5 separate regions of the Mus musculus genome follow, and regions 2, 3, 4 and 5 are each linked to region 1. Evidence: chromatin contacts called from public ChIA-PET and promoter capture Hi-C data. All regions are on one chromosome and are shown on one strand. The core of a region is the stretch at or near the end of the contact, and the rest is flanking DNA. Distances in the headings are between cores, read along the strand shown.

Region 1 (5,265 bases), core at 1,376-3,875:
AATGTAAGCATGACCAAAATAAGAGGGGAAAAATAAAGAGTAATTCCTTTCCAGTTATTTTCACTTTGCCATTTTCAGTCTTATCTAATTGACTCTTTAAAAGTGTTAGCCTATCAGACTTGTAAACACTCCCAGCACAACTCTTTTACACTTACAGATCAGGTTTTGTTTCCAGTTTGCTCATTAATGATAGGCTTTCCACTGATGCTTGAGATGAGAAAGATCCGACCATTCCACTGGTAATGGTTCTAAGTGAATTGCTTAAGTGCAAAAAGTTGTCCTTCAGCTGAGGAAGTTTTAAAAGGACTCAGTAACAGCTGGGCAAACTTTTAACTACAGTGAGGACAAATTCAACCTGCTTTCTACTGGACAGCAGTTAGAAGTGAACAGACTATATATGTAAATGTACTTAGTATAGAAATTTCTAAAATTTAGATATACTTATCTCAAAGGTTGATGAATGATAAATGATTTTGAAATGTTTTAGTTTAGATGTGTGGATAAGGGTACATTTCTGTATAATCTCAGCACTTTGGAAGTTTTGACAGGATTGTTTTAAGTTCAAGGCTACCTTGGACAACCTATTGAGAAACAAGTGCAGCTGCTAGAACTACACAGTGGGACAATCACAAAATAACAAGAAAAATAACTACACTCATGAGTCTCACAGAAAAAAGTATTCAAGATACACTTCACAACTTTGGGTTCCATGATCCTTTGAAATTTAATCCTGTACGTCTCAGTTCTTTGCTCCCATTCTTCCTCTAATCACTTGAGAAAATTCTCTTGTGCTTTTGTTTTAACTTTCACTATCACACAATTAAGTCTTTTTAGTCCCAAATTTTCTTCCAAATACAATAGAAAAAGTACTAAAATTTTACTTCATATTTGCTTTGATTGATGAAAGATTGCCAAGATGGCCCCTTTTTACTCATCCTCTGAAACAACTTTGAAATAACTACTTATGTAGACAAAGAATTTGGTTTTTGATATTTTTGTTTTTAATACTTTAACACCAAACACTGACAGTTCCAAGAGTCTCAAGCCCTGAAATTTCTCCAATAGCATGGCAAGTATTCATCCCTTCAAATCAGTATCAATGATTTCTCTCCTCCTACAACTAATTTTGTCCCTTCATAAAACCAGTCAGTTTTCACTTTGCCATAAACACACACAATACACATACTGTTGGGTTTTTTGTTTTGTTTTTTTGAGACAGGGCCTCACTATGTTGCCCAGTACTGAATGTAACTATTAACACCAGGCTGGCCTCCAAACTCTGAATCCCAAGTCCATACTTTAAGTATGTTTAAAGCACTTTAAAGTGACTGTCACACCACTCTATATAATGCAAACTATCTTCTGGTTACTTCAGGATGTAAGTGATTACATAAATGCATCCCTAAAGCACATCAGTTCCCTATTTCCAGAAAACAGTTAATTGCTGTCAAAAAAAAAAAAACCTCACAAATCAACATCTCATTTATGGAAAAACAATGCTTGTTCACTGAGTCTGCAAGATTAACACCCCCTCATACAGTATAAAACTGTTAGTTCCACTTCCCCACTGTTATATTAATCACCTTAGAAATACAGTTATACAAGTTCAAAAGGCAAAGAAACTGAAAACCTAGCTACAAATTCATTTCTTAAGTAAAGCACGAAGATGTATTTTTTTTAACTCCAAGTCATGTAAGTAATCTGAGAAACCTGTCAATTCCTCTCCTGAGTAGGTCAATCTAAGTGTACCCCATCCTGGGAATCCAGCTGTTAATCCTGCAGTCAATTACCCCTCTATAAATAGCTCGGTCTGGTTTATAGCGGCAGGCATTTTGTAATTTCAAAATTCGTTACCCGAGAGAACGTCAGAGTAACTCGGTAACAGGGAGTCCGCCTACCCTTTAACTCTGCAGCTCCCCACTCCCCTCCCCCGCCCGGGTCATCCAAGCATTTTCCACTTAAAAAAAAAAAGCCCCCCCCCTTTCCCTTGACTGGGAAAGGGGGTGAATAAACGGTTCGGTCAGGGGGGGGCGCTGCGACCCAGGGGGAGGGGCCGGACAAGCAGCGCCTCCTCGTGTGTCTGCGCCAGCGCCTGACCCCCGCGGGGAGCCGCGCTCACCCGCCCCGCCAGCAAGCCGGCCATCGCCTCCCCAACCCCCCTCAACCAACAAATCCACCGCCGCCCCCCCTGCCGCGCGCGCGCCCTCCCTGACTCCTGCGCAGCCGCCACCGGGAGGGAGGGGGGAGGGGGCAGGCTCTGCGCGAGGCCTACTAGGCCGCGCCGGAGCCAGGGCCTCGCGTGAATGCCCGGGCAGGCAGAGTGAAGTAGTAGACGCTCATGCGGGTCTACGAGAGGCCGAGGCTCCAGAATAGGGCCGGAGTCCGCCAAGAAGGATGTCACGAGTGGAAGAAGAAGCTATTGCCGGCGGCGGAGCAGAAGATTTTAAGCTTACCTGGAGGCGCGAGTCGACTGAGGGGAAAAGGGGAGCGGGCGGGAAGGGGAAGGGCGGGAGGCCGGGGGCGGAACAATAGGGGCGGGCGGGAAGGCGAGGGGGGCCCCGCTAGCGGGCGGAGGAGGGGGGGGTGAGGAGGAGGAAGGGGGAGAGAGACCCCGGGGCGGGTGGAGGGCGGCGGAGGGCGGGCGGGCGGGCGGAGGGCGGGCGGGCGGGAGAGGGCGCAGGCTGCGGCTGCTCCGGCTGCTGCCTCTGCTGGTCTGGGAGGGGGACGGGGCGGAGCGGGCCGCTTTCAACCCCGCGCACCCTTCGACCCCGGAAGCGCTAACCGCCCCGGGGGCCGGCGAGTCGACTGCGTCGTCCACACTTTCCCCACGCAATGCGGACCGCCTTCCCGGAGCCTAGAGCGGCTCCTTGGACAGCGTCGGCACCAGCGAGACGGCCAGTAACCAGCGGCGAGGTCTGAGATAGAGCGGCAGCGCAGAGGCGCGGAGGATACCAGTGGCCTCTAGCGGAAGAACTGGAAAGCTCAGGCCTAAATACGAAGAGGTGGCCAATGCTTTGGGATCAAGATAGGAGGGAGGGAAAGGAAAATAACAGTTGTCTAAAATAAAAAACGAATGGCCAGACTGAAAGTGTCAGGCAAACTGCTTACTCTAAAAATAATCCACTTTAGTGAGTGCAGAAGAAATGAAAACATCATTATTTTGCAGCCCAGATACTGAATCAGGCAATAATAATTATAATAAAGAATTAAAACGTAAAAGAATGTTCTTAAATCAGACGGTGGTGGTACCCAACTTGATTCCAACACTGGAAAGGCAGAGTCAGGAAGATCTCTGAGTTCGAGTCCACCCTGGTCTACAGAGTGAGTTCCAGGACAGACAGGGCTTTTTAGAAATCAAAAGAAAGAAAGAAAAGAAAAAAAAAAAGAAAGAAAGAAAAGTAACTTTAAAACTTCACTGTATTAGGACAACATTGATCATGTGAATATCTCACTATTATATAAGAAGTACTGTATAATCTAGAATTCCTGCCCAAATTGGTTAATCTTTTTATTAAGTCTAATTATCCATTTATAGGAACGAAAGAACAAGTTAAACATCAGTACAAGAAGGTACTCTGTGGCCAAGCACAGTGTGTGATACAAGCTGATACCATTGGGGAACTTAAGGATGACAAAGGTGAACCTCAGGCCACCTTGGACTGTAGAGCAACGCTGCTTTATTGTTGCCTGTTGCTCCTTAAAAAAAAAAAAAAAAAAAAAAAAAAAAGACATCTTGAAAACACAGAATTTTGTACACAACACAAGACAACTATCCTGGTGTCTTTAAAAAGGCAATAAACCTTTTTTTAAACGGTTTGTATGTGTGTATACAAACTGAGTGTGTGTGTGTGTGTACTTACACCACAGCAGGCAGGAAGAAGTCAAAGGAGGATTTTCAGGAGGAGTCAGTTTTCTCCTTCAACCAAGCGGGTCCTGAAGATCGGACTCAGGACATCAGGCGTGATGGCAAACGCCCTTTCCATCGCACTGGCTGTTAGGACTGGGACGATGTCTCAATAGTTCTCCAACTGTTCTCCCAGAGATTCAGTGTTCAATCACCAGTACCGACATAGGATCTCACAGTTCCATGGGATACAACACCCTCTTCTGGATTCCACAGGCACTTGCACACAAGTGGTGCACATATATACATGGCAGGTAAAACCCATACAAAATAAATAGGTACATCTGTAAGGAGTCCGAGGCACATGCAGGTAAAAGGCAGGCAGATCTTTTGAAGTCAGCCTGATCTACATGGCAAGTTTCAGGACACTGAGAGCTACATAGTGAGATTCACTCTCAAAAATCAAACAAAAACAACTTGTTCTTACAAAGGAGCCAAGTTCAGTTCCCTGTAGATGGGTTCACAATTCCCTGAAGATTCAACTCCAAAGATCTGATGCCCTCTTCTGGCTTGCTAGGGTGCTTACACCCTCGGGTGCACATAACTATCCTACAGATACACATATGCATAAATTTTGTTGTTGTTGTTGTTGTTGTTTCTTAAGACAGGGTTTCTATGGGGAGCCCTGGCTGTACTCACTCAAAGATCCAATTGCCTCTGCCTCCCAAATGCTGAGATCAAAGGTGTGTGCCACCACCGCCTAGAAAAAAGAAATTCATTTTCCTCTCTTTTCTGTACACAGGTGTTTTTGCCTATTGTGTATGCAGTACTTGTTGTGGTTTTACTATCAGTCAAATGGAGCCAAGTGACTCCAAATGTCTTTCTTTCCACCACCCAAATGAGGAGCTAATATTGGGAATGCAAAATAAAATCCTCATTTGACACCATTTGGTGCCAGGTGTCACTGTACACACTTTTAATCCCAGCACTAAGGAGGCAGAGGCAAGTGGATTTCTTGAGTTCAAGACCAGCTTTGTCTTGGACAGGGCTCTATAGAGAACCTGTCTCAAAAAAAAAAAGAAAGAAAGAAAGAAAGAGAGATAAAGAGAGGAAGAAAGAAAGAAAAACCAACAAACAAAACCTTATCATTTGGCCAAAGGTAAAGGGTAAAGGGTGGAAAGGAAGTAGGGAAAACCCCAGGAAAAAAAAGCCAATTAAGGAACAAGTTTACTGGACTGGCAAGATGGCTCAGCAGGTAAGAGTGCTGACTGCCCTTCCAAAGGTCCTGAGTTCAAATCCCAGCAATGACATGGTGACTCACAACTGCCCTTAATGAGACCTGATGCCCTCTTCTGGTGTGTCTGAAGACAGCTTCAGTGTACTTATTTAAATAAATCTTTGAGCAGGATTGAGCAGGGACT
Region 2 (5,265 bases), core at 846-3,345, 240 kb after region 1:
AAGGCTCACCCAGAGGCCTCCCTTCCAGTCTCCTCCAGCAGCTTCACTCTCAGGAGCATCTATTTGTGATAGGAATTCTTTTGCTCTGTGAGGACAGCAGGAGAGCCAACATGGCTTGTCTGTGCTCACCAGGACACGGAACACACGCTGCTTTCTATAGGGAATCTCTACCAGCACTGTGGTCCAGGGAAAGTTCCCATTTGTATTTACAGAACACAGTTCTCCCCATAGCATGGCATGACATGGCATACATAGTATAGCATAGCGTAGCATAGCATAGCATAGCATAGCATAGCATAGCATAGCATAGTATAGCATAGCATAGCATAGCATAACATAGCAGCTTCACTCCGGGCTGCTCTAGCTGCACTCTTTCCCAGACTCACCTCTATCCTGGCTCCTGGACCCCCAGTGGCACCCCCAAACCTAGCCATCTGCCTCTCTCTAACTTGCCAACTGTCTAGACCCTTAAAGCCTCCACCTCGGGCTGGTGAGATGGCTCAGTGGGTAAGAGCACCCAACTGTTCTTTCGAAGGTCCAGAGTTCAAATCCCAGCAACCACATGGTGGCTCACAACCATCCGTAATGAGATCTGACTCCCTCTTCTGGTGTGTCTGAAGACAGCTACGGTGCACTTACATATATTAATAAATAATAAACCTAAAAGAAAAAGCCTCCACCTCTTATCCCCTTAGACTCCTCACTCCTACAGTTATTGCCTCTCTCAGTGATAGAGACCAAACCTAAGGCCTCCTGAAAGCTGGGCAAGCATCTTGACACTGAGCCGCATCCTCACACACCCTTCTTACTGTACCAGATGGTCTCTTAAATAGACACCGTCTTATTTTTTTATGGTGATCTATAAAATGGCAGCCATAGGAAGTTCTCCCCTCCTTCCGAACGTCACGAGTCCTTAATCCAGTCCCACATGCTGTGGTGACCCCAACCAGAGTCATTTTCACTGCTACGTCATAATTGCAATTTTTGTCACTGCTATGAATCGTAATGCAAATATCTGATATTTCTGATGGTCTTAGGCAACCCCTGTGAAATGGTTGTTCAACTCCTATGGGGTTGTGACTCACACAGGTTGTGAAACCCTGGATTAAAGAATACAGCTAAGGAGTTTTACTACTTCATGCTAACGGAGAGAGAGCCAGGATTTTAACTCAGGCAGGTTGGCTTCAGAGTCCAAATAGCTTAGCTGTGGTACTCTCAGGAGTCGAGACTTCTAGGGAAAGACCTTGATTCAATCCAGGTTATAATTAGTTAAATTTATTGATACTGGTAGCAGGACAGCAATCTCTGAGCCAAATTAGAGTCTGCCACTCAAAGGGGAATAAGGGATGAGGAAAGGATTTTTAAAAATGAAGACCACAAGACCTTGAGTATCTGCATATGCAAGCCAAGAGCTGTTTTGCTCTGCCAAGAGGTAGTAGTCAAGGGGACCTCAAAGTAGTCCAGAATGTCTGCACAAGAATGTCAGAGAAAACAAAACAAAACAAAACAAAACCAACAACAGCGACAAATACCGATTCTATCAAAACAAGTACAGATGTAGGCTTGTGGGTGAAGGCCGGTGTGTCAGGGTTACTGGGAACTTATTTTCCTGGCAAATCAAAAGACAAGTGGCTATTGGAACCAAGATGGATACCTAGCACGAAAGGCAGTCATCACAACTCAATGGCCCCTGAGTTTTCCAAAGGAACAGAAACCACCTTCCTTCATGTTTCTTCCTGTCTGCTCCTTCCTCTCTGTGATACTGGAGAGAACATTGAGTTTTGGAAGGAAGCTGAGTTGGATTTAGATTACAGCCCAGCAGCCCCTTGCTACCTGTGTGACATTTTGCAAAGTCGATCTCTCTTTAGAGTCTGGGCTTCAATCTCTGCGTCTGTGACATGTGTGGGGGCAGGGGTGGGGGCACCGCCACTATCCGGCGCTGTTCTGGTGACCCTTCCTTGTACTTCTTTAGCACAGGAGCAGTGCTTAGTAGATGGGACTCCTAGGTCCTTTCTTTACCCAGCCCACTCCTATCTGCTCCACCTTCTGCTAGATCAGCCACCCTCCAAGAGTCCCCCCACCCCAGGGTGTGTCACTTCCTCCTCTGCTGCCTCTCCATCTGTACACAAGGGCTGCCACTGCCACCGGCGGAGGAAGGGCTGCTCCTCCTCAAGCACCTGTGAGTACCCTCAGGGCAGCAGCCCACCCACCTCCTCCTCTCACCCAGGCCTACTTGTTCCCTACCTCTCTGTGATCTGGGCTCTCCAGTGCTCTGTCTAGTCTTGAGAAAGGCTCTGAACCCCCTTCTGCACTCCTATGGTCCCCACTATTTCTTTCTCGGTTATCCCAGCCTCCTGCTGCTCATCCATTTGTTTCTCCAGTGGAGCCAGAGGGAGGGAAGGAGATTGCGATGCTATACGTGAGTGTTTTCTGAGAGCTAAGGCTTACTTACTCTTGTGCTTCTCCCAGCATCTCCTGTCTGTCCCTGGCTGCTATCTTTGCAACTTGATGTTTTTTGCACAGTCCAGAAGTCTTCCCACTTGGCACCTTAGCCACAGACTCCACATTCCTGGTCTACTGAGGCTTGCACTGTACATGTGCATGCTCACACACATGCACACACACACACATGCACACGCACACATACGCATGCGTGTGTGCATGGAAGGAGACAGGCAGCAGGTGGCAAGATACATGGATTGCCAAAGAAGGGAGAAAGGGACAGAATTGAGAGGGGCAGGAGAGGTCATGTATGAGTTCAGAGCCCCCTTTAGGAGAGATGAGTGGACTTGATGTCTCTGTCTTGTGGGGGGAGTGGAAGTGAAGCCCCATCTATGAGATGAGTCAGAACTAAATTTTGTGCTGCAGAGTCTCGAGCCTCCCTGACCACAGCGCAAAGCACGCAGGTCTGAGGTTTCAGTGAGGTTAAGCCTGGGGTCAGCCTCTCCCTGAGAGCAGAAGCTCTGTAATGTACTACACCCATCTGAGGTCACATGGGGTGGTGAGCAGGATGGGGTGTTCAACGGCTCAGTACCCCACCCTTCCCCATACTCCCTGTAAAGAGCATCAGTACCTGAGTCTGGACCCAAGCTGAGGGGGTTGTGGTTGCTGGCTAGCAGGCTCTTGTACACTGCTGGTGGCCATGGGAACACCATAGCACAATCCCTAGGGAGCTTACGCTGCAGTCTCTACTTACCAGTGTTGCCGGCGGGTACTGCCAGTCTTCCAGAGGGTTCCTTGAGAGTCATCTGCACGTGTGTGATGGCTGCATGTGCTTTCCTTGTGTGTGTGTGTGTGTCATGATTAGTCACAGTAGGCAATTAGAAACCATTACATTTTTGAGACTGGAGAGAGCATTCGGTGGCTAAGAGCACTTGTTGCTCTTGCAAAGGATCCAGGTTTGACGCCCCCCTCAGCACCCACATATTGCTTAACAACCATCCATCACTGCATTGGCAAGGGACCTGATGCTTCTGCGCTCTGGGGGCACGCGTGACGTTAGACACATCAAGGAGAAGGAATTAATCCGACCAAAAAATATTAAAATCTAAAAGAAAGAGAAGAAACTATGAAGGTTTTAGGTGAAGTCGAAGGTGGAAACGAGGGGTTTTAACATGCTTGTCAGATGCTGTGCTAGACATCCATCAGACCCCAGATAATTGAATGTGACGCCCATCATTTTAGGTTAACTACTTGTTAACTCACACAGAGGGAGTTTATAAGGAATTACGGGATCTCTCTATGTAGTCCAGGCTGGTCTAGAACTCCTTATGTAGACGAAGCTGGCCTTAAACTCACAGAGATCCACCTACCTCTACCCGCCCTGCGCTATCAAACATGGCTCTGCAGCTCCAGTTCTGGTTTACTAATGCTTAGCTTTATGTTACTACCACACACACACACTCTCTCTCTCTTTTTTAAAGATTTATTTATTTTATATATGTTAGTACTCTGTTGCTGCCTTCAGACATACCAGAAAAAGGCATCATATCCCCTTATAGATGGTTGTGAGCCACCATGTGGTTGCTGGAAATTGAACTCAGGACCTCTAGAAGAGCAGTCAGTGCTCTTAACCACTGAGCCAGCTCTCCAGTCCCCATATTGTCTTGAATAATGTAGCATTATTAATTTTGATTAATGAAAATGTCTTTTGAGACATATGGTCTAGTCTGGTCTTGTTCTTCGGCCTCTATCTCCAGGTATTGGTATAACAGCATGCATCATCCTAACATCTTTTATTTTTGACTCACTGCCTATTTGATTTTTATTCATTAAAAAAAAAAATCTCTAGTCGGGTAGTGATGGCACACTTCTTTAATCCCAGCACTTGGGAGGCAGAGGCAGACGGATTTCTGATTTCAAGACCAGGCTGGCTTCTGCCTCTCAGGTGCTGGGATTAAAGCTGTGTACCACTATGCCCAGCTGGGCCTGATTAATTTTAAAATTAACCAATTGACTAAATTTTGACTTCCTACAGCTGAACTCTCAGCCACAGGAAATTTGGCTGGGTATGGCCACTCACACCTGTAATCCTAGCACTTGAAAGGGCAAAGATGCCGGGCAGTGGTGGCACACACCTTTAACCCCAGCACTCAGGAGGCAGAGGAAGGCAGATTTCAGAGTTCTAGGCCAGCCTGGTCTACAGAGTGAGTTCCAGGACAACCAGGGCTACAAAGAGAAACTCTGTCTTGAAAAACAAACAAACAAACACAAACACACACACACACACACACACACACAAACAAAAAACTGAAAGGGCAAAGACATATGTTCAAGCCCAGCCTGGGCTACACAGTGAGGCTCAGGCCAGCCAGGTCCCTGTCTCCAAAACACCAACACCAAAGCAGCAACAGAAAAGCAACTGGAAAGTTTACTTAGAGAGTAAAGATGCCTACAGTCGAGCCTGATGCCCTGTCCCACAAGATGTCCTTTACCTCCACACACATGCTATAGCATGCTGTGGCATGTGCATGCTCTTCACTATCAATTAACTACACGAGCATAGAACACAAAACAAAACTCAGCTAAATGCACCAGGCTGGAGATACAGCAGATATAACATATCAGGTTATTGCCAAAGCCCCAGCTCTTCCCAAGGACTTGCGTTTGGTTTCCATGGCGGCTCACAACCATCTATAACTTCAGTTCCAAGGATCCGATGCTCTCTTCTGCCCTCCAAGGGCACCAGCGGCACTCGTGGTGCACAGACATAATAATAAAATGAAATATAGATCCCCACATCAATGAGGATTTCTTAGTAGGTGC
Region 3 (5,265 bases), core at 1,120-3,619, 210 kb after region 1:
TGTTCACTGTTGAGTTCTTTCTCTAGCTATTCCTCTTGTTAGACACATGGCTGGCAAAGGCTCTCCTGCTGCTCTGTGGCTGTCTCCCCACTTGGTTGATTACCAGTCTCCTTTGCTGTATAGAAGCTCTCTGCTTTCATGAGGGCCCTCATGCTACAGCCTGCTGAGTAGCTGGGATTAAGGCCCCTGCCACCAGGCCCTGTCTGTTGTGGCTAATTGATTCTGTGTACAACTCCAGTGACTGGGTTTGGTGAGGGGGCAGAGACAATTACTGGATGAGAGGGGTTGGCAAGTATTCTTGGACAGCATCACCTCTCCCCCCCCAACACTTCCCCCTCCAGTCATAGGAACGAGGAAGTTTCGAGGAAGTAGTTATAGTAACCAGGATGGATAATAAATGAACAAACCCACCCACCACAGAGACAGAGACATATGGACAGATCAAGACAAAGGGAACAGGAAAACAATGGGATTTTAAACTTATTGTCCTCTTGGATGCTCTCCCATATTTGTCCCCCCTCTCATCCCACTAACTGTTCCATCCCTATCTGCTACCCCAAGCTGCAGTCTCAGGGTTCCGATGCTTGGTCTCTGGGTCAAGTCCCTGAAGGGAAGAACCAGTGCAGAGAGCTGAGCAGGGTGGTGCCTGGGTCTGTGTCCCAGTGCCTGGGCAGGAAGGGAATGGTGCCCAAGCCTGGTTCATGAGGACAGGAGACTCATTCACTGTAAACCAACTACAGATGTGCCGGGGTGGGGTGGGGAGGGGGATTAGGGCCACATTCCCAAACCGCAGCTGGGCCCGCCCCTCCTTCCGCCAGCCACCACCAGGGCAGGGCAGGAGGGGTTAATTTTGCAGCCTCCTGGCAGGATCCCTGCCACACAGGCAGCTCACTATCCCACCCCAGCCTGAATGCCAGGGTCCAACTCCCGGACACACACCCCTCCCACACTGCTAAGAGCTGCTCCCAGGGTAACCGGCAAAGTCAACAGCAGTCAGGCCACCTGGGGACGGGACCCTGGAGTACCTATTCCCAGCCCTGGAGCGAAAGGCAGAGTTTCGTCTGTGCTCCCCCCCTTCCTCCCCCACAACGTCTCTGGTCTCTTGGGATTGCCACAGCAAGCCTCTCTTTCCCCTTCTCCTTTAGCTGATAATGGCTACCCAGAAAAGCCTTTCCCAGGAGGGGGATGCCTGGCCCCTAGGGTGACAGCAAGACCAGAGCTGAGTAATTCCAAAGTGGAAAATGTGATGTGATTCAGGGGCCCATTCCCCAGGTGCTGGCCACTCTGGGAGCGTTGCTGAGGATGGTCCTTTGGGCTAGTGCCTGGCCCAGCCCGTCCAATGAGCTTTCTCCTCTTCTGGAGTCGTGACCATCCCTGTGAGAGTGCATAGGACTTCACTTTTCTCTGGCTCTGTGCTCTGTGGTATAAAGTCAAACTATTGGCTTCCCTCTCTAGGTTCGAGAGCCTTTCAGCCTCGGTTTGTTTGGAGACAGAGAATATCCCTATTAGACACAGACTTTGGGCTTCTAGAGACCCAGCGTCAACAACATTCGTGGCGCATCTACCAGGCAGCCAGGCAGGCCTCGCTGGCTGAGCCAGACACACACCCTCGCCTGGGCTTTCTCCCTCACACCCAGCGCAAGGCTCCTCCCATCCCCCCTCCTCCCTAAAGTTCTTTCAGCCCTCCTCCCAGCCAGCCTCTCCCCCTCTAAATCCAAGTCTAAAGGTGGGGACGATATTGGCAGCGAGAGACCCACGCGCTTTAACTCCTGGAGTCAACTTCAGGCAGAATGAGAGGGAGGAAGCCTGTGAACCCAATTCGTAGCACCTTCATCGTAACCCCCACTAGTTAAACCAGTTTGCTCCTAGGCCATAGGACAGAGAAGGCCAGAGGAAGGGATACTGCTTTGACCTGCAGGTGGAGGTTAACTAAGAAAAGGGGACAGTGCCTTCTCCTCTGGTATACTCCTGCCCCATCACTCCACGTCTTGGCAGTGTCCAAGTCTCTCACTGCCTACCCTGGGAGGTACCAGAGACCGGCCTGGCAGAATACAGCGTGGCTAAAGACAACTCAGTCTCCCCAAATGGCTGGAAGGGGGATAGCGCCAGAGAGAAAGGGTTGGCATCATGGAGCCCAGGACACTGACCTCTGCCAGCTCTGCCCGGCCTCCCGGGGATGGAGCCACGGAAGCCTAGCAAATGGGAGGGGCAGAGACCCAGGCGTCCTGGGCCGCCCCGCCCAGTCCTCCCCCCCCCCAGCCACCACCCCCCCCAGCCCCAGGGCACCGAGGAGGGAGCCGGGCAGGGGCAGGCGGCAGGGGAGGGAGGAGCGAGGGCGGGAGGAGGAGGAGGGAGCCAGGCAGGGAGGGAGGTGGGGGGGGTAGGGAGGGAGAAAAAGAAAGAAAATATTTTCCGTGTCCCCGCCTGCGGAGTCAGTGTGCGGTTTGGGAGAAAATGTGTCGGATATTTTGGGGCGGTCACGTGGGCGGGCGGGCTCCGAGAGGCCCCGGGATTGTCCCAGCCTAGAGCCGTGCCCCCCTGAAGCCCCCCATTACCGCGAGTCACTAACACCGCGGTGCTCCATCCCCGAGACCGCCCGACGCCGGGACCTCGGGGCTCTGCGGCCTTCCTTCCCCCGCCCTCCCCTCCAGGTGAGTCAGGCGGGGAAGCCGGCTCGCCCGCCTGGCCGCCCTCCGGCCGCGGACGCCGGGGCTCCTCTGCTGAAATGAGCCAGGGGCGGGGGCGTCGGGAGCCTTGGGGTCCTTTCCCTCCGGGGGTGGCCAAGCTGTTAGCCGAGCTTATGCGGAGGCTTCCTGCCCCAAGTTGGGGTCAGTCGTGACCCGGGAAGAGAAAGGGGAGATTTTTTTTTAGACAGACTGAGGATGGGCCGGGTTGTCTGCCCTTGATTTTGGTGAGTATTGAAGGAGAGCATTTAGGAAAGTCTTGGGCAAGCGAACCAATGTTCCTGTACTCGGAATGTCAGAGAAGACGGGTTTTCCTCCTCTGGGAAAGGATGGCATTCTTCCACCGGAGTGGGGCGGGGGCATACTGAAGGGTGGATCTGATGGTCCAAGTACCCTTTCTCCAGTGGATTGGCAGGGCTCTGTATGGGGACTAGGAAAGCTCTAGCAAGTGTCTAGGTGGGTAAAGTGGTCTGTGGAGTTTGGACTGCAGAACCTGGATTCTCTCTGATCTATCCCTTACTGCACAAGTGAGCCAATGAAGGGGAGCTCTTTTAGAATATTCTCAAGGGGAGGCCCCAGTGGAACAAAGCTAGAGTTATAACGCCCGGACAGGTTCAGGAGAGCCCCTGTCCTGGAGTGCCACTGACAGCGCCTCTTTCCTTTCCAGCAGTTTCCACCAGGTCCCTCACCTCAGCCTGGCCCAGTATGTAGGAGGGACTCTCTGCAGAGGCCAGAGGGTAAGAATATGCTTAGTTGGTGGTCATGGGGATGGGGCAGCAGGGATGTCTGTCTCGGGGAGGGAACTCAAGGACAAAATGCTCAAATAATTCCCTCTTGTAGGGCTTAAACCCGGGGCAGTTGGGATCCTACTCCTCAAATTTGAGGCTTCTGCCCTTATGGTTATTCTTCGGGTACTGAGTTAGGGTTTGAGGACCACAGCCATTGTCAGTAAGGATACTTAGAGGGGGTCAAGGGGAGTGTGTGTCCAGGGTGCTCGGAGCTTGGTTATCCCAACACACACACACACACACACACACACACACACACACACACACACACACAGTGGCTTAGAACTGGTAGGCAGCATAGGACACGCCCCCCCAACCCCGGGGCACACCCCCACCTCTGGCTCAGAAAGCCACCTAACTGGCACCTCCAGTTCCCCCCTCGGCCCCACCCTGCCCGTGCCCTCTGATGCCCACACACATTCCACTGGCATTGCCTGCCTGCCTCCTGGGTACTGCCCCTCCCTGGGGCCAGTGGGGTAGAGGGAGGGCACCTGAGGATTCAAGGTGGAGAATCAAGGGTCTAGACTCCCCCAACAACGGCACGGAGCCAGGGAAGCTGGGTCCACTGCTGTCTCCTGGAGAACAGGCTTGGGGCTCAGGATAGGGCAGAGGATGCCTGGGTTCTCCTCCCATTCTGGAGATGGGGTCATGGAAAAAGGTGGTCGTGTTTATACAGAGGGGAGGGGGGCAGCGGGTGGAGAGCAACTGACAAGAGCGGCTTTGTTCCAGGCTCTGGAGCGGGCAGGGCAGCAGGGAGACGCCCCCCTTCCATCCGGCAGCCCCCTTCATCCATGCCCTCCCCTCAACTCCACCTCATCTCTAAGAGAAGCTTTGTAAGAACCCTTTCCCCAAGTCAGTTGCCCGCCTTCTAAGCCGCACCATCTGAAGTGGCATCTTGGGAAGAGGGGAGCGTTCTCCTTCTTCTGCAGGTCCCACAAAGAACCTAGACAGTTAAGGCCTCATTTAGGATTTCCTTTGACTCCCGCACTGTTGTCTTACTCTCTTCTACCTGGAACTGAAGTGCGCCCCCTTCCCAGAGAGACCAGACTTAGGAGACAGGAATCTGTTATCTTCTTCACCTCTAAGTCTCCCCTCCCAGGTAGTTGAGGAGGAAGGCCAGGGAGAGTTGTCCTTTGCTTACAATGTCCTTGGTGAGGACCAGGAGCCTGAACACCCCTTCCCCTCCACCTCCTGTTGAAGTTCTGCCCTACCCTAGAGGTCTGGTTCCCATCTGTAGGTAAGATGCCAAGACAGGGATGGCTGGAATAGAGAGCCTATTTCCAGTCTAAACAGAATCTGGGAAAGATTGGGGGGGGGGTGCTCTACCAGTTTATCATTCTTGGCATTGGAGGGGTTAATCCACCTGGAATGTAGCCCAGCCTGTTGAGCTATGGCCCAGGGGCCTAGGGGGCCCTGGACTCCTGGATCCACCTGGGTTTGACTTGGGATGAGGACCTCATGGACCAAGAGAAGGATCCTGGAGGCTATGAGTTAATACTGTAGGACTCTGGGGACATCGGGGTAAAGAGCTAGAGGGTCCTGGGCCTGTTGGTGGCATCTAGTGAGAGTCAGAGTCTCCTTTACGGTTTATTCCTAAGAGTGTGGAGGTTGAGAGAGATAAGAGAAAAGAAAGAGGGGGGGCAGGAAAGGCAGAGGTACAAAGACAAGGGAGAAGACGCTGATCCTAGACAGTTTCTTTTTTTTTTAAATTAGGTATTTTCTTCATTTACATTTCCAGTGCTATCCCAAAAGTACCCCCATATCCTCCCCCCCCCCACTCCCCTACCCATCCA
Region 4 (5,265 bases), core at 799-3,298, 200 kb before region 1:
TTTGTCTAACTAAATCCTACCACTCGGGCCAGGGAATTATCAGACTCTGCAGTAACTTTTAGGAGAAGCCAGGGTTAGCTCCTCACAGGCCCTTTCTCTGATTCATCCTCCTCCGGGATTTTGTTAGCGATATATATACGAGATCTCTAAATTGTCGCAACCAACAGCTGCAACACCATTTGGTGGCGGCAGCTCCTAAGAACTATAGATTGTGCCTCTTAGGGTATGAAACTAAGAGCTACAAAGAATTCAGTTTTTGGCGGAGCGGGGTGTTCAGGGAACCTCAAGGGACCAACTCCTAAGCCCTGCTAGCCTGGGCCCCTCAGAGGGTGGCGGGTTTGCCTTTTCTCACACGGCATCTCACACTGCTTAGTACTTGGAAAAATACCTGTTGCTTCCTAAAGATCCCGGTTCTGCCCCTGCCCAGGTCAACAACTGGCACTGGAGGGAGATTTGGGGACCTCAGGAGAACCTGCGAGCATCCTAATCCAGCTGAAATCCAAGGTTTAGGAAAGGCGGGGAGTCCTCCACCCTCTTCTTCCATTTCTCCCCACACTTTCCCTCCCTTTCAGGAGCTCAGGGCCATAAAAATGCAGATGGAGGATCGGTGTGAAATAACGGGCCCATATAAATCCCTCTGCCGCCCGCCTGCAAGATGGATTGGCCGCATTGAAATTCCTCCGCGAGGATAATTAAACTCGGGGCCTCATCCGGGCAAAATTACATTCCTGTAATGGCGTCGCTCGGGGTCCCGGGAAATTGCTCCGTGGGCTTTCAGCGGCGGTTTTTATCGCCGGCCGGGGTGTGCCTGGCTGCGGCTCGCCTCTCCTCCGGGACCGTAAAGCTGCTGCCGTGATTTATCCTCCCCTTCTCCCAAATCCGATTAAATGGAGGAGCTTGGGGCCGGGGCGCCGCGGGGCCGGGGGCCGGGAGGGGGTGGCGGGAAGGACGGGGCCAAGGAGGGGAGGACAAACGGCCCCTCAGAGGGTGGCGGATTTGCCTTTATTTACAGCCGCGGCTTTCTTTTTATTTTTTTATGGGGGTTTGGTGAGCTCTTCCCGTCTTTCTCGCGCTGCGTCCAAGCACCCTAACCGGACAGCCGGGCTAAGGGGCTGGGTCAGCCTTGCAGCCGTCTGCTAGGCTCGTGCGTTCCTGCGTGTACACAAAGGCCTGCTCCAGGACTAGCGCAGGAAAGCCCCCGCCCACCGCCACTGGGGGAGGGACGGGCGAAAGGGCAGTGAAGAAAAGTAGGGGCTTGCTTGGGGAGAGCACCTCGCAGGCGACTACTTATTCCAGCTCGCCCCCCAGCAAGTCCGACAGGAGGTAAACTGGTCGCCTGGGGTGACTTCGCACCCCTACTGCAGGCCACAGGTGCGGTTATCCCTAATTGATCCCAGGACTCACAAAAGGGAGAATCAGGCCTTGTTTACCCCCCCAGTCTTATGACTCGAAGATGCTGGGTTTTTTTCATGCTTTGCTCATCAACGAGATAGGGAAAACAAAAATAAAAATAAGTTAAAGCAGAAACTGCCATGGCATTTTGCTAATAGCATTGGGCCAGTTCCCATCTCCCACCCAACGTTGCCAGTGTCCTGAGGGTGACAAGAAGCCAAGAGTTCTGTGATTTTATTTTCCCCTGCTACATTTTAGGCACTGAACCCCAATCCCTACTGTATGCTATAAACAATTTCCGAGTAGACTGGGTAGGGTGTTTTTTGGTTTTTTTTTTTTTCCTTAACTTTGCGCATGCTCGGAAAGGGGACTCGAGTCCAAGACTCCAAAAATGCTGTGCAGTCCACAGTTCCACCACGTTGCAGATCAGCAAGAGTTGGCGGCTCTTCCGTGCACGGTGGGCTCCTTTTGCAGTTTCTCCTGTTGGACGCCAGGTGGAGTGCTTGTCCCCCAAGACACCACCAACCTGGCAGAGGGAGCTGTGGCGTCCCGGCCGATCCTCTAGCTTGTGTCCACTCTATCCATGGAGAAAAGCGACTCGTTGGCTCCGGCCGCGCATGCGCAGAGCCTTCCCTCGCGCTTCCCGCGCCCCCGCCCCTCTCTGTCTTCTCTGCCCTGGGAGCAGGTAAGGCCTTGAGGCCTCGCGTCCTCTTCGTGCCGCGCAGGCGCGCGCAGCAGTACCCCTTGCGAGGACGCGTGGCCGCCCTGACCTTGCTAGCTCCCACGCGGGTCCCTGAGCCCTCGCGGTCCCGGCATCCCCACGCGGAGGGCTACCCCTTCCTCGTGCCGATGACCTCTAACCGCGCGGGCCTGGCGCCATCTTGGGTGTCTCACGGGGGTTGGGGGCTCTGCGGCCGGCGAAAGGCAGATGCTGGCGAGCGTGTTCTCTCCGGGCGCGAACCAAGGCTTTTATGGGTGCTCTTCGCTCACCCACACGCCTTTCACCATTGTCATGACCCCAGACTCTCCCCTCCTACCTTTGCCTCCCCTTGTCATCCTGAATCAAAATAGCCTTTATTTTTTATTTTTTTGAAGCTTGCAGACTTTGAACCTCAGGACCTCTGGCGCAGTCAAGCTAGTTCACCGTCCAAAGCCATCATCTCCCTAGTCAGCATCCTTCAGTTTGAAATAAACTGAACGTGGTAGAGAGTAACAGAACAGGCTAACCGGCCTGTGCACAGGTGGCAGGAGTGAGGCCTGAGCGAGGCCTGTTCCCTTAGAAACTGGTTGCCTCTAATGAAGGCCCTGACATACTAATGAAGTTAGAAATAAAATCTTAAATGGTGGAAATGGAGGTTTCTGTTAGGCAGCAAGCCCAGAAGATGGGAGCAATACGAGCTTTAGAATTTATACCTGCCAGCTAGTGGGAAGGTTTAAGGAACGGAATGGTTAAGTGGGGAATTCTCATTGTGGAGGGTTTCATTGCTCTGGTGTGGGCTTGCCCATATTAAGTGACCACTGGAAGGGCTCGCCGAATGATACGCTTGGGTTTATTACACACCAGCAACAGATTATACTATTCCATATGTTTGTAAACTATTAAATTTAATTCCCCTACTTTTTTTTTTTTTTAAGAATTGTTTACTGAGTTCTCTGCAAGCAAGCAGTGGGTTGGGCAGTAATTAGAGTATTGCCAGAACTACATTTTATAAGTTACCATGTTAAAACTTGTTTTTGGAAAAACGTCTTCCATTTTATTTTGGCTTCTTGACTCTAACCCACGTTTACCTCAAATTTATGATCCTTCTGCATCAGCCTCCCCAGTGCTAGGATCACTTGCACATACCACCATGCCTAACTTCAGACCTCCCTTTATTCACGTGTATGGTGACATGTATGCATGCATGCTGAGAGGTTAATGTGGGGGGCATTTCCACTCCACCCTCACCTTTCGAGACAGGATGTCTTACTGACCTGAAGCTCATCGACTCTGATTGCAAGCCAGTCAGCTTCAGGCCACCTGCTTCCATAGGTACCCAGCGCACGGGGTGTGGCAGGCACCATCATCTAAGCCATCAACCCAGCTTAAGCCTCTATTGCAAAAGTTTTAAAGAAGTACTGGGTTTCGACTCAATTAAACCTGAGTAGGTGGGCATCAAATCTGGGTTTAGGTTGCATAAAGACAAAAGGGAGGAGTTTGTTACAGGGTCGCACTGTGTAGCCAAGAATTCACAGAGCTCTGTCTGCCTCTCTGCCTTCTGAGTGCTGGGATGATAGATGTGTTCCACCGAATCCAGCAAAAAGTAAAGTTTTAGATAGAGCCAGCCTGAAGACAAACATTGGTCTAAAAGTAAAATTCAGGATTTACAAGTAGCATATCTGCCTTGGACAGGTTGCGTCCAGTGTACTTAAGGGAGTAGTGTTTAACAGGCCTATACTTTGAGCATCTTAGTTTATGGGCTATTCAAACTTCAGAGAGAAAAAGCAGGGGACGTAGCTTGGTGGTAGGACACGTTACCTAGATTGCACTAAGGTCCTAGGTTCTACCTCCAGTGTGGCCTCCCTCTGAGTGAAATTACAGAGTTACAGTCCTTTCTCTCTCACTGACAACCTGTTAGTGTTGTTGAGGCCATACCATTGTATACCTTAAATATAAAATGATTGGAAAAGTTGTTTAAAATATTGGCACCAGAGATCTTGTGTTTAGGGACTGGAGAGATGGCTCAGAAGTTAAGAGCAACTGCTGCTGTTCCAGAGGCCCCAAGTTTGGTTCCCAGCACCGGTGTGATGGTTCATAACCATCTCTAGGGAGTTCAGTGCCAGCTCTGACCTACCTTCTTGGGCACTAGGTGTGCATGCGGACAAAACATACATACAAATCTAAAAATGTCCTAAATTATTTTATGTGTGTGAATGTGCAGGTGCACATGTGCCTGTGGAGATCAGAAGAAAGCTCTTGGAAGTACTTCTTCCACTATGTGCTCCAAGAATCAAACTTGTTTTATCAGGTTTATAGGGCACATGGTTTTACCCTCTGAGCCATGCTGCTGGCCCAGTGACAGTCACTTCATATATATATATATATATTCCCTCAGATAATTCTGATTCAAGTGGACTTCTCGCTTCACTTGAGGAAGACACTGTCCTAAACCTTTACCTTACATATTCTTCCTTTGGATCTTGAAGACACAAAACTTAATACCCCTTAATGGAGTGGTGAAATTTTACAGTTGATGCTTATTAGATTAATGCTAGGGTTTCCCTCATTGATTGGCTGTATCTTGTTAAAGTAGAAATCAGTATTTTAAGGAGTGAGATGCTAAAAAGATAGTTGAAAAACTTCCAGTGACTTAGTCTTCTGAGAACTCTCCCAGAAGTTTAGGGATTCTGTAGGGATGGAGATACAGCCAGCACTAGGCCAGTGTGCTTCAGGTCTAGGGCTCTAGCCCTAACAATCCCCAGACTCTACCCAATAAAAATGAATACTAGTTCTTTCTGTCTTGAAACAAGGTCTTACTCAGTAGCTCAGGCTGGCCTGGAACTTTCTGCAATTTTGCCCTTGCCTCCTGAGTACTAGGATTGCAGGTGGTTGGAGCCTGTACACTGTACACTGACTGCTTCTAGGCCCAGACACTGAGACCAGAGAAGGGATGCTTTTGAACCTAGAAGAAGAAAAGGAAAGCAAGGGATGCTGGGGAAATTACGTTGACAATCCCAAACCGTGGGCTGTGGAAGTGGTCATGGTTCTTTAAGCAGGGAGCAAGTCACTTACTTGCCCAGGCCATGAAAGTCACTTGATTTCAGGATTCTGGTGTCATTTTGGCTCTCTGAGCTAATTAAGCTTCCTAGCGATCCTTCTCAGGTGTGAGGATG
Region 5 (5,265 bases), core at 1,751-4,250, 150 kb before region 1:
TCCGATTCGTAACACCATCGCTGTTATGCACAATTTTCTTTGCATAGTGAAGGGTCAGTTTCTACCATACCATTCTCTCTTTTGAAGATTAGAAGAGGACAGCTCAGAAGCGAACAGTGCCTCATTTCTTTAAACATCCTTTTTTTAAAAAAAGATTTATTTATTTATTTATTATATGTAAGTACACTGTAGCTGTCTTCAGACATTCCAGAAGAGGGAGTCAGATCTCATTATGGATGGTTGTGAGCCACCATGTGGTTGCTGGGATTTGAACTCCGGACCTTCGGAAGAGCAGTCGGGTGCTCTTACCCACTGAGCCATCTCACCAGCCCGCCTCATTTCTTAATTATGAAAATAATGGTATTTTTTAAATACTAGGAGCTGGAGAGATGGCTCATCAGTTAAGAGCACTGGCTGCTCTCCCAGCAGACCCGGGTTCGATTCCTAGCACCCACACAGGAGCTCACAACTCTGTAACTCCAATTCCAGAGAATCTGACACCCTCACAGAGACATACATGTAGGCCAAATATCAATGCACATAAAAGAAAAACAAAGACAAAAACAAACAACCCTCATGTGCTCGATTCAGTAGCACATATACTAAAATTGGAACGATACCTAGAAGATTAGCATGGCCGCTGAGCAAGGATGACATGGAAATCTGTGAAGTGTTCCATAATTAAAAGTAAAGACAAAGCAAAACAAAAACCCCCTCTTTATTTCACTTTTGCTATATAGGGAGAAATCCCTTGGATTCTTCCACCATTGAGAGGATGCCAAGAGGTTAGATAAGATCACTGACAGGAAGTTCAGAAAGCTGAATAACAAAAAAGCTGTGAAGGGAATCAGGTCTGGTGAAGCATGCCTGTAATCCTAGCACTCTGGACAGAGGAAAAGCATTTAGAACACATATTCTAAGTTACCCAGATAGTCAGACCCTGTCTCAAACAAACAAACAAAGAAAAAAAAAAAAAGAAAAAGAAAAAAAGAAGAGAAAAGAAAAGAAAAGAGAAGAAAAGAAAAGAAAAGAAAAGAAAAGAAAAGAAAAGAAAAGAAAAGAAAGACTGTGTTAGGTGTTGATATTTAGCTCAGTGCTGGAGTACAAGGCCCTGGGCTCAGTGCCTAGAACAGAGAAGAAAACAGCTTCAAAGGGGGAACAGAGCCCATTACCACCCCTCCACCCCACCTCACCCCTTCTTCTGCCCTACCCCATACAGCCACACACTGGGCAGAGACTATGGCTACAATATTGCTACTGTTATAAAGAAGAAAACACAACTAGTTAGCTGTCGGGATCCCTGGAATCCCTTGTCAACTCTACTTAAATCTGTTCAATTCTTAAGCTTTTATTTACAGTAACACAAACACAAAAAGTACCATCTTAACCACATAATTTGTGTGTGTTCATGTGTATCACAGACTGGTCTCAAATTCACAGAGACCTGCCTGCCTCTTCTTCAGGATAAGTTTTTCAAATGTAGCTCTTATATTTGATGTTCTCCTGAAAGTCTCAAGGCTGTCTCTTAATAATTCAACTCCTCAGGCTAAAGAGATGGCTCAGCAGTTAAAAGAGGACAGACCATTCTTCCAGAAGACCTTGTTTCTAGTCCCAGCACTGACACTGCAGGTCTCAACCATTTGTAACTTTAGTTTCAGGGTACCTGGTGCCCTCTTCTTGCCTCCACAGGTAGGCATCTGGTATGTAGATGGTATACATTCAGGCCAGACAAGTGGCTCATACTTAATACAAGTACTTAGGTGGAGGCTGACACAGGAAAATGAGTTTCAGGACAGCTTGGCTTCAAAATAAGCCCTGCCTCATTCATAAATAAATAAATAAATAAATAAATAAATAACTTTCTCAAGAGGACTTCTCTCAATACTAGCAATAGTGTTTTTCCCCTCTTAGAGTTGCTTTCGGTCTCATTACCCTGAAAAGCTCTTCACTTTCTGAAGTAAGTATAATTATTGACTTATGACCTATCTCTCCCTCAACCGTAAAATAAAAATTCTGTCAGAGAAATTTTCCACATGACCAGGACAGTGTTGTGTGTGCTTTTGTTTTTGACGTAGTATGTGCTGTTGGTATTTCAATAAAATACTTGCTGGGTAACATATACAAATTTTAAAAAAAAAAATCACTGTGCTGTGGCTTCACACTGAGCTACACTAACAGTCCTACTTTCTCTCTGTAAGTGTGTGTGTGTGTGTTGTTCACAGGTATGGAGGGTTGTCCAAGAGACCAGATGACAACTTCAGGTTTGGTTCCTCAGAGCTATCCCCCTTATTTTTATTGTTTGTTTAACGCGGGATTTCCCACTGGCCCAGAAGGCTAGACTGGTGATCATCCATGGTCTTTTGGGGGTGGGGTGGGGGGTTGTTGAGACAAGGATAGCGCTGGCTGTCCTGGAATTCGCTATGTAGACCAGGCTGGCCTCGAACTCACAGAGATCCGCCTGCCTCCATGTGGCGATTAGAGGCGGGCGCCGCCGCGGTGAGGCTGGAGTTGAACGTACTTCCTCACACTACCATCGTAGCTCACACACAGCACACACCGGGCAGGGGCTTCGGCCAGTGAGGTGCTGTCAAGTGTAAAGCAGAAAGTGCAAGCAGTCACCTGCTCGGATCGACTCTTGCTTAACTTCCTCCACACAACTAATGACCAGCTTGGTGACTGAAGTCCCTCTCTTGGCTCCGCTCCCTTAATTCCCCTTTATCCGAGGGCTGCCTGAGACACTCTCAGTCCCTCCCTGCCTTTGCTTCACCTTCGGACCTCCACAGCTACAGACAGATCGGCAGCGTTAGACGCCAGGGCCGCTCTCCCCGCGCTGCCCACACTTTGCAGCCGAACACGTGCGAGTCGTGTGTACAGCGCTCGCCCAACCTTCCACTCAAGCCACGCTCACAGCAAGCCCCGCCCCTAGGCCCTGGTCCAACTCAGCCCCACGAGTCGCGCCCTCGCCCCCACTTCTCGCGAGAAGTGAACACGCCTGGCCGGACGGGAGGAAAGTATCTGCTCCGCTGAGGGGGGAAAGGAGGAGCAGGAGACAGATTGTGGGACCGAGCGCGGGCGGGCGGGAGGCGCCGGAGCTACCAGCGGGTGAGTCCTGTTAACATTAGCTAGTCCGTGGCCTGACAGGAGTCTCTCCTTCTACTCTGGCCAGTCCCAGCGTCCCGGGCCGGGGTCTCCCCTCCCAGTCTGTTGGACGGGGGCGCTGAGGCGGTGGCCAGGCCTGTCTGAGGAAGAGGGTGGGGCGTAGGCTAAAGACAACCAATAGGAGAGAAGGAAGCCACAATTGGCGGCCATGAGCGCTAATGGGAGATCGCCTTTACCTTGCGGAGTGCCGCCCTCTTCTCTTCTCCCGCCTCCTTCCTTTTGGAGGAAGGCGGGGCCAGAGGACTGAAGTGTGGGGAGAACTTGGGGTAAGTAGCCCCGGGGGGCACAGGGCGTGGCGAGGAAAGGGGGGTTGAATCCTGAGGGAAGCGAAGTCTAGTGGAAGTCTAATGGAGGGATCTTGGAGTGGAAGATAGAGGAGGACTGCTAAACTAGGTTGAAGACTCAAAAGATTTCCCAAAAAGTGGGTTTAGGGCTTGGCACTGCAGAAGGCAGAGGTAAATAGGCAGGAGGTAGGTTTGGGTGACGAGAGCCTGGCTCAGGTGAAAGCACGCGTTGTGTGGTCGAAGTGGAGCATTGGGAAACGGGGGTCCTGGCGTTTCGATTGAATTCAGAAGAATCTGAGCAAGAGACACGGTGTCAGAAAGTATGGATCTGGACAGATTAAGTGGATGAGTTTAGGAGGACATGTGAGTGGGTTGGGTTGCTAGAAGGCATCGCTTCGGTGATAATATGGAAATCCAGAGGGTAAGGGGGGATATTTGGAGAAGAGACAGCGACTGACATACAGTCTGGTTCTTTCTTCAGTCGGGAGACCGCCAGGATACTGCTTAGTGTTTTTTGGTGGATATGGCACCCAGACTGGTGACCAGCCAGCCAAAATGCTGGCCCGGGGGTTGAGAAGAAGAAAAGTAGGGCGCTACTCTGATTGTCATTTTTCCAGTGTTCCACTTTCCAAGTTTCATTTCTTTCAGAACACAGGGATGTGGGCCTGGGACTTCGCAGTCCAAGTTGGAGACCCGTTGGGACTTCTATGTTGCTCTGAAATGCTTATTATGTGCACTCACTGGGGTGTTTACTACCCAGGGCACCTCCTACCCAGATTCCCGTGTTACTACTTTCCTAACTTTGTTTTCTGCTTAGCAGAGGGTGTTTTAATATCTCTCAGGGTTCATATGAAGTATAGGTTTGTGGAGATGTGCAGGTTTTTTTTTTTTTTTAATTTCAGCAAACTCATTTGTTTCCTATGTTTAAAATTTTTTCAGCAGTATAATTTCTGAAGAAACTATAGGTACTCTAAACACTAACAAATAAATTTTGTTTCCTTAAATGTGAATTTTCCCTTTCGTTCATTAAGAGTTATTTAATGGATGATTGAACTTAATCTTAATTATCTTGTATATTTTCTTGTTTATTAATTGGGGCAGTGTTTCATATAGCCCAAGTACACCTCAGACTGAGATAACTGAGGGTGACCATGATCCTCCACCCACCTCCCAAGTGCTGGGATAATAGGTGTGTACCACCATATCCAGTTTATGTAGTACTAGGGTTCTCAGGGTCTTATACATGGTAGGTAAGAACTCTGCCATGTGAGCTACAGTCTTTAGCCCTTGTGTGTGTGTGTGTGTGTGTCTGTGGTTTATGTAGTGTGTCATGTAGCCCATACTAGCTTTGAACTCATTTTTAAATTTCTGATCCTTCTATCTCCACGTACCAAGGGTTGATACAAGCATTCGCTTCCATGCCCAGTTTATCAGTTTATGTGGCGCTGGGGATTGAACCTAGGGCTTTGTGCATGCACTGTACCCATTGAGCTTTATCCCCAGTCCACTTTTTATATTTTGAGTGGTGTGAGTGAAATAGACTCATAGTTCAGGAAATTGAACATTTTCTCATGTTTTCTTTGCATCCAGATTTACAAAAAAGAGCTATCATAGTATTTTAGGACAAGGGTTGAGGAACTCAAACACAATTTGTTTTTAAGCATGGGGGATGTAAAGTAAGTGGAAGCTATTGCGAAACTCAACATGACTGTAAGAAAAGAAGCTAAAGAAAAGGTTGGCAGCCATACGAAGTAGTCTTACCAGTTTGTTCTTAATTCTGTACAGAAAAGGGACAGGACATTGCCCTTTGTTTAGTAGTTGT

What was found. ChIA-PET counts read pairs in DNA pulled down with a chosen protein or histone mark. Capture Hi-C pulls out chosen DNA fragments and counts their contacts.
Region 2: an RNA polymerase II ChIA-PET map of effector CD8 T cells shows a contact between it and region 1, with 157 read pairs. The contact joins the promoter of Itgb7 here to the promoter of Pcbp2 in region 1. A contact is called at or near these places in 8 of 39 promoter capture datasets (the 3T3-L1 cell line, cranial neural crest, frontonasal cranial neural crest and 4 more), 2 of 484 Hi-C or Micro-C datasets (CD4 T cells and embryonic stem cells), 4 of 115 datasets of contacts at active chromatin or transcription factors (effector CD8 T cells, embryonic stem cells and pancreatic cancer cells) and 3 of 9 other capture datasets (adipose tissue, liver and pancreatic islet).
Region 3: a promoter capture Hi-C map of adipose tissue shows a contact between it and region 1. The contact joins the promoter of Rarg here to the promoter of Pcbp2 in region 1. A contact is called at or near these places in 13 of 39 promoter capture datasets (the 3T3-L1 cell line, 3T3-L1-derived adipocytes, the C10 cell line and 9 more), 1 of 484 Hi-C or Micro-C datasets (embryonic stem cells), 4 of 115 datasets of contacts at active chromatin or transcription factors (bone marrow-derived macrophages, effector CD8 T cells, embryonic stem cells and 1 more) and 3 of 9 other capture datasets (adipose tissue, liver and pancreatic islet).
Region 4: a promoter capture Hi-C map of pancreatic islet shows a contact between it and region 1. The contact joins the promoter of Atp5g2 here to the promoter of Pcbp2 in region 1. A contact is called at or near these places in 5 of 39 promoter capture datasets (the C10 cell line, cranial neural crest, embryonic stem cells and 2 more), 1 of 15 datasets of contacts at CTCF or cohesin (embryonic stem cells), 28 of 484 Hi-C or Micro-C datasets (the Ba/F3 cell line, CD4 T cells, CD8 T cells and 18 more), 12 of 115 datasets of contacts at active chromatin or transcription factors (the HPC-7 cell line, SST interneurons, effector CD8 T cells and 5 more) and 4 of 9 other capture datasets (adipose tissue, liver, macrophages and 1 more).
Region 5: a contact with region 1 is called in an RNA polymerase II ChIA-PET map of effector CD8 T cells, with 39 read pairs. The contact joins the promoter of Atf7 here to the promoter of Pcbp2 in region 1. A contact is called at or near these places in 7 of 39 promoter capture datasets (the C10 cell line, cranial neural crest, frontonasal cranial neural crest and 3 more), 14 of 484 Hi-C or Micro-C datasets (CD4 T cells, CD8 T cells, the G1E-ER4 cell line and 10 more), 4 of 115 datasets of contacts at active chromatin or transcription factors (astrocytes, bone marrow-derived macrophages, effector CD8 T cells and 1 more) and 3 of 9 other capture datasets (adipose tissue, liver and pancreatic islet).

The regions. Positions count from the first base shown.
Region 1 is chr15:102,467,992-102,473,256 of GRCm38.p6, reverse strand. Pcbp2 (poly(rC) binding protein 2) reads right to left here and starts at 2,625. Exons shown (of 15, transcript NM_001103165.1): 1 at 2,454-2,625. Gm36331 (a long non-coding RNA gene) reads left to right here and starts at 2,761. Exons shown (of 2, transcript XR_384469.3): 1 at 2,761-3,002; 2 at 3,536-3,816.
Region 2 is chr15:102,228,765-102,234,029 of GRCm38.p6, reverse strand. It overlaps Itgb7 (integrin beta 7), which reads left to right and starts at 2,095. Exons shown (of 15, transcript NM_013566.2): 1 at 2,095-2,179.
Region 3 is chr15:102,254,626-102,259,890 of GRCm38.p6, reverse strand. It overlaps Rarg (retinoic acid receptor, gamma), which reads left to right and starts at 2,369. Exons shown (of 10, transcript NM_011244.4): 1 at 2,369-2,651; 2 at 3,352-3,421.
Region 4 is chr15:102,667,830-102,673,094 of GRCm38.p6, reverse strand. Atp5g2 (ATP synthase, H+ transporting, mitochondrial F0 complex, subunit C2 (subunit 9)) reads left to right here and starts at 2,048. Exons shown (of 5, transcript NM_026468.2): 1 at 2,048-2,077. It overlaps Mir688 (microRNA 688), which reads left to right and starts at 1,229; the gene lies at 1,229-1,303.
Region 5 is chr15:102,623,199-102,628,463 of GRCm38.p6, reverse strand. It overlaps Atf7 (activating transcription factor 7), which reads left to right and starts at 3,000. Exons shown (of 12, transcript NM_001310067.1): 1 at 3,000-3,102. It overlaps Gm25141 (a small nuclear RNA gene), which reads left to right and starts at 579; the gene lies at 579-685.